2 separate regions of the Mus musculus genome follow, and region 2 is linked to region 1. The links are chromatin contacts, called in public HiChIP or PLAC-seq maps. All regions are on one chromosome and are shown on one strand. Each heading gives the region's core, a stretch centred on a gene start, on an enhancer-like site or on the middle of the called end of the contact. The rest is flanking DNA. Distances are from core to core; before and after follow the strand shown. Region 1 overlaps Tmem255a (transmembrane protein 255A). Region 2 overlaps Cul4b (cullin 4B).

Region 1 (3,177 bases), core at 620-3,119:
AGTCCAGGAGTGAAAACGGCCCGTATCCAGTGCAGTTTCTGCAGAATGGGAAACATGTGACACCTGGACTGAAGGACTGAACTCAGGGTGGGAGGTTTAGCTCTAAACTTTCTCCAGACATCCAACTTCATTATTACACCTCAACCACTGTCATAAGAACAGCAGTATTTGGGTACCTCTGTCCTCATGGTCTGTTCTGGTAGCTGTCGAAGGGGAGCTTAGTTTGGACCATGTGGCTTCCTGCTACAGAATCAAATGGTCTGTGTCTCTACAGTACCCCATCATGGCTGTCTAAGGCCATGATACTATCTTGCTGCTCTTTCCCTACCTTCAAGACATCCCCTAACCCCAAATTTTACACACCAAAGGGCTACGCCATCCCTACTGCCACTGGGAAGGGAAGTCTTCCCTGCTCTCTGGAGCCGGAAATGAACCACTATGGCACCCTGAAGCCTGTACTGGCAGTTTAGGTCCATTTTTCTAGATGCTTACATTGTTCACCGGTGTTCCCCTTGACTACCAGCTATTGAAGACAGAGGAGGAGTTTCCTTCTCCCTTGTATACGTGTGCCCCTCAAAGCACTCAGTGCACATTCAAGACAGGATTATAGCATTGCACAATTCAACTCAAGGTTAACAATACTCACAATGTGTCTGGCGGCAAAGACCCCATCAACTATAGCACAACAAAATGCTGCAATCACACCAAAGCTGATAAACACGATAGAAGCCACCAGCTGCAGGAGGGAACAAAAGGAACATGTCTGTTAGGCTTCCACTCTTGCTGCTTTTGAAGACTAGGTAATCCCCAAGAGACTGCCAGCCAAAGCAGAACTCTACTCTGTCGCTGACAAGGATGCTCTTTTTTTTTTTCAGTCATGCAGGGTGAGTGGATATGGGGTTAGGCAGGGAGGAAGAGAAGGGGAAACTGAAGCATTTTTAAAAATATATTTCAGGGTAAGCTCAGAAATTCATTCTGTGAGAACCGAATGAAGAAGCTTGCTGGTATCGAGTATGCTGTCCATGGAGGAATTCGACTGCATAGCCCTTCCATCCTCAGATTCAGAAAAATGTTGGACCTTGGACATCATGTAATCCAACCCTGTATTTTACTTTTGTGGAAACGGAGGCACGGTGAGGGGAACAGTGTCCCCAGTGTCTCTACTATGAGTCTATGAAAGAACTGATGATGCCCACCAGTTCCTGGCCTTTGATTTCTATACCCCTAACTCTGCAGCTTGATAACATAGTGGACACTGAAAATAACAAGAGTGATTCTTGGGTCCTACATAACTCTGTATCATGTTATGCATGATTGAAGAAAAGGGATATTCAATGCACTACCAGTTAAATGCCAGAGAGATTTTGCAAGAATTGATGTCTCTGAAATGGGTAAACTTTTGTGTGGTCTATATAAAAATTTTCTTTCTTACTCTTTTTTTGGGGGGGGGCATGGCCTCATGTAGTCCAGGCTGGTCTCAAGTTTATTTTGTGGCTAAGTATCATCTTAAACTTCTAATCCAGCCACCCAAAGGTTAAGAATGCTGGCATGTACCACCATGCCTAGCTAGAAATTTTAAAATAATAAAACCAGATTGCCAAATTTATTGATCATGTTAGATAACATAAATTTTCCTACTGTTCATCTTCTAGTACCAAGATGATGCTACATATTAAGGTATGGCAGAATCACAATTTCAGAATGTCTTCGAGGACAAGGAAATATGATACATGAGCCCACAATCTGCTATGGTTGACCTTGTGAACTACCTGGAATCAGCATTTTTCTTTCTTGATGCTTTTGGTGAGAAAGAGGAGGAAATAACATGGCATCGAGCTATTCCCCAGGGAGAAGAAAAAAAGATCAAAGCCAAGGCTGCCCTAGGGTTCACCCACTTCAGCAGGCTGAGAGGAAATACTTATCTCCTTTGGGAGTTGTTCAGAAACCTCTCTCCATAAATCTCACTTCACAGCACTGCAGATAATCAGTAAATAATGGATGAACGATGTCATGAAATTGGCATTATTAGCTATGCTATGATCAGCTCTACAATTAAAACTCCCCCATTATTTTGAATAATTTAAGCCCAAAGTGAAAACGAAACTGGCAAGGGACGGAGTCCAGGTGAAATGGAAGAAGAAACTATTAGAAGTCCCCTGGCAGTGATTCCCATATTGCTGGGGGAAGCATATGGTTAGAGTTCTGTGTCCCTAGAGCTATTACATTATTTGATTAAGCTTGATGTTAAACAGACCCCATTGCCAAAATTTGGATGCGGTTAAGAGTTGTTCAAGGGGACTCTAACCTTAGTCCAGTGTCTGACCACTCACCAGACTTCCTGAACTGTTGCAATTGCATTCAGCCTATCCATTCTACCCCTTGCCCTCAAGGAAACCTTCTCAAAATTAAACCAGGAAAACACAGCAGCTCGCCTTTAGGAGATCATATTCGAGCAGTGAACTTTCTAAGCTTCAGCTTCTGTCAAATGCTGATCCTTCCTTTCCACTTTACTGCATACTTGACTTTGAACTACGGACAGCAAAGACACAGAGATATTGTTGTGAAGTTGACTTCATAATTTTAGCTTGATCTATGTTTCAGGTACATTGACTTTCTTCCTCTGTAATTTTTTTTTTGTTTTGGTTTGGTTTTGGTTTTGGTTTGGGTTTTTGTTTTGTTTAGTTTTGTTTTTTTTTTTTTTGAGACAGGGTGGAACTCACTCTGTAGCCCAGACTGGCCTCAAACTCACAAGAGATCCACCTGCCTCTGCCTCCCAAGTGTTGGGATTTAAAGGCGTGCGCCACCACTACCTGGCTTCCTCTTTTTAATTTTAGTTTGTGTTTTGGTTTTAAGACAAGGTCTCAAGTAGCTCAGGAAGGTCTTGAAGTCAAGATCACTCAAAGGTGATCATGAACTGAGTTCCAGGTCCCCCCTTCTCGACCTCCCAAGTATCGGGACTAGAGACAGAAATCACCAGGCCCAGTTTCCCTTTACTTTCTTAATGGGAGTTCCCTAGATTATAATCTCCTAAAAGAATACAAAGAAATTTTGCGAAAACTTTTCCAAAAGATTATGTAACCGAAAGGAAGCTACGAAAGTCAGTAATATTCAGAGCTACAGTAAGATATACAACAGAAACCCGGCATTCTAGGCCAGACTAGCAGCCTGATTGAAAAG
Region 2 (3,235 bases), core at 275-2,774, 330 kb after region 1:
CTGTCACCCTTGCTACCTACATTTTTAGGGATTGGAGTATGTGGCCTATAAAAACAAGAATCTCAGTAGTGCCAAGACTCACTATGCACCTGAAATGGACCTCATTAGAAAACAAGTTTCTCACCAGTAAAATCTCTATCAACCATACTGTCAATGTGGGAAGGAACAGCAGATCAAATAGAACTAGAACGGGTGAGACAGACCTCAAAAACATTGGATGGAAACACTCAAAGAGTATGCTTCACAGGAAGGACACAAACACCTCGGGAAAGAACCCTCCACCAAAAACAGGACCTCCCTTCCACTCATTGATTACGCATAAAACATTAGGCAACCTCTATACTGTTCAATATATTAACATAAATAGCACACACGTGACTGCTCAAGTGTCAAATTCTTAGTAGGTGATTATGGATTTTGGCCTTGGTTACCTTTAAAGTTCTTGATCACTAACTTCTTAGCTGAGCCGGGCTTGCTGTTAGCAAAGCTAGAGACCGCGGTAGAAGATTTAGCCAGGCCGTTTGCATGGTGCACTGAAGCCACAGAAGAAATTAATATACTCTTAGTTTTAAGTTGTTGCTGCTGCTGCTGCTGTGAGGTTGCAGCAGTTGGCGAAGATGAGGAAGATGAGGAGGAAGATTCCTCAGCCATTTTCGTATCAATCCCTACAAACTCCAGGGTGTCTTCAAACCGCAGCTTCTTCTGTATAGGTACGTGGCTGGAAGTGGCCACTGGAACCCCAAGGCAGAAGGACGAGGTTGAAGGGGACGCCGAATCTCTGGGTTGTGGAGGGGTGGAAGAGGAAGAGGTGGAATCAAAGTCTTCTCTCTCGTTACTACTGTTACTGCTGCTACTGCTGCTGTTTAACTTTCTCTTCTTGGCAGAGGTGGGCGGAGTGGTGCTGGTATTACCATCAGTGGCAGATCTGACCTCCTGAGCAGCAGCAGAAGCAGCAGAGGGATTGGGGGAAGAAAAACCTGTTGGAAACATGAAAATAGCGGGGTCAACAGGCAGAGGAGCATCAAAAGCCTACGTTTATGTGCCTGCGTGCTTGTAGGAGAGGTGGCAATGCTGGAGGGGGAAGGGAAGGAAGAGGAGAAGCACAGAGGACGAGGAGGAAAGTGGGGGGGGGGGCACACCGGGGGAATGGGAGGGCTTGGGAAGGCGGATAGGCTGACACCGGCAGTGAACAGAACGGGGGGTGGGGGGGTGAAGGAGGCAGACAGGTAAACAGCCCTGCCGTCCCCCCTCCCCTGCTTTCGTCCCCTCTTCCCCACTTTCCGCAGGCGCGACTGGGGAGAGGGAGCCAGTGAAGCTTGCAGCTCCTCCTCCTTTTCTCCCTCTCTCAGGGAGGGGAGCTGCAGGGCTGGAGGGGGAGGGGGAGCGAGCCAAGGCTTGTTATTGTCAATAGCACAAGAGGCTAAAGATGGCGCCACTTCCGGTCACGCGGCGCCCGTGGAGAGGCGGCGTCACCCTCGCGGAGTGGGGGGTGGAGAGGAGGACCCGAGCGGCCTGGGAGGCGGGGGCGCCGACTCACCGTGGGGCGGCTGGAAGCGCCCGGAACGCTCACTCCGGGCAGCTCACTCGGGGTCCGGTTCCCGCACCCCTTCCCTGCCGGCACCCTCCCCACCGGGCTCCCTCACCGTCGGCCACCCGATCCTTAAGGGTCCCGCGGGGAGCTTCGCGCCACATCGCTCTTACCGGAAGTGCCTGGGCAGACACTTTTCATAGCTCCCAGATCCTGAAGCCCCCGGGTCCGCCGGACTTGAGGTGGGGGGGTTGGGGGAGGGAACACGGGGGGTAAAAGAGGTGGATAGGGAGGGCGGGGCGGACCTTGGCGACACCTTCGGCGCTCTTGATTGGAGGTTTCCGAACCTGCGGAGGGCGGGCAGATAGGGTTGGTTGGGGGGCGGGGGGGCGGGAGAAGAAGCGGGAAGCCTCCGGTGAGGCAGAGTAGGTGGTGCAGGCTAGGGGCGGGGTAAACTATCTGGGGAAAAGAAGAGGGTGGGAAGAAAAGTAAGGCGAAGGGAAACTTTACCAAGATGAAGGACTAAGGAGTTGCAAGGCCACGGGAAGAAGCTGAAGTAAGAGGAAACTTAAGCATGCCCCCTGCTAGAGAGGACTATCGCTATGATCAGGGAGCGGAGAGGGCTTAGCTAGGAGGAAAGTTTTTTACTCAGTGCAGCAACACAATCTCTCATTTTTCTCTGTAACACAACATCCCACAGGGCCCGCATTTTGATTGCCTCAATAAGAACAGCTGGACGGACATTCTGTTACCTTCCTACCGAGAGCATTTTCTAAGATTACTGGCAAGAGTAAAGGTACTTTCGAAGGCCATGTAGCCTCATCCAGCACAATTTCAGGGTTCACCCCTCCCACCCTATCAAATCAGTAATCTGTAAACCAAACAAAGCTCAGACTCACTTCATTTACCAACTCTCAGTTTAGATACACTATTGGCAAAAGTCTGTTTCCCTACCAGTGTGTTCCATGAGACCTCAAGTTTTAATTAAGATTGTTGATAAAAAAATAAATAAATAACTCGGAATTTAAATTACCAACGATAAACTCTGTAAAGTCTCGGATTTTTGTTTTGTTTTTTTTTACTTAACCCGCGGGACAGTTTTTAGACAGCACTGGCAAATACCTGTCATTCCGGTGCTCTGGAGGCTAAGGCTGGAGTATACCTAGTTTGAGGCCAGGCTGGGCCTGCACACACTCAAAAAGAACAAAAATAATTAATCTTAGGGCATTCTCAGAAGGAGAGACAAACTCAAAACTACAGTGCCAAGATACTGCTCATTGTAACTGCAGGCACAGTAAACAGCTTGTGTGGAAAGAGTGCACATGCTAGCTACTACCCCAGATAACGACCTCTGAAAAGGCATCGAGGGGTAAAATCCCTTAAAACAAAATAACCTAATATTCTTGTTTACACCCAGAAATGACTGTGGAGAAAAGCACAAATGAGGGAGTCAAAGCAAGATTAATATAATGTATATCCTCAAAAAAAAATGAGAGGAGAGAGTGGGGAGAGAAAGTATATCCTTAGCTATGAAAGGGTTTTATCTAATTATGTAAAGTGCAATGAGACTAGAAGATAGGATGTCTGGTTGGAGGTATGGAAAATAAAGCTTCAAACGTGCCTTGGACCTTAGTGCGGTTCTACATGCTTGGAATCCCAGTATTTTGGAAGGAGAAACAGGATTGCCAGTTTGAGTTCAAGACCAGC

Evidence for each region. HiChIP or PLAC-seq counts read pairs in DNA pulled down with a chosen protein or histone mark.
Region 2: an H3K27ac HiChIP or PLAC-seq map of large pre-B cells shows a contact between it and region 1, with 2.1 times the contacts expected there. The contact joins two enhancer-like sites. A contact is called at or near these places in 2 of 39 promoter capture datasets (the C10 cell line and pre-B cells), 1 of 115 datasets of contacts at active chromatin or transcription factors (large pre-B cells) and 2 of 9 other capture datasets (adipose tissue and liver).

Annotation. Positions count from the first base shown.
Region 1 is chrX:38,232,457-38,235,633 of GRCm38.p6, forward strand. Tmem255a (transmembrane protein 255A) reads right to left here. Exons shown (of 10, transcript NM_172930.4): 4 at 647-736. It overlaps Gm39507 (a long non-coding RNA gene), which reads left to right. Exons shown (of 2, transcript XR_882295.2): 2 at 956-1,198. Among named protein-coding and RNA genes, the nearest start is that of Gm39507, 5.6 kb to the left of the region's middle. Within about 2 kb of position 1,870, at least 7 of the 459 cell types and tissues checked have an H3K27ac peak or open chromatin away from gene starts, as enhancers often do.
Region 2 is chrX:38,563,232-38,566,466 of GRCm38.p6, forward strand. Cul4b (cullin 4B) reads right to left here. Exons shown (of 23, transcript NM_028288.5): 3 at 1,702-1,875; 4 at 432-977. Among named protein-coding and RNA genes, the nearest start is that of Cul4b, 11 kb to the right of the region's middle. Within about 2 kb of position 1,525, at least 424 of the 459 cell types and tissues checked have an H3K27ac peak or open chromatin away from gene starts, as enhancers often do.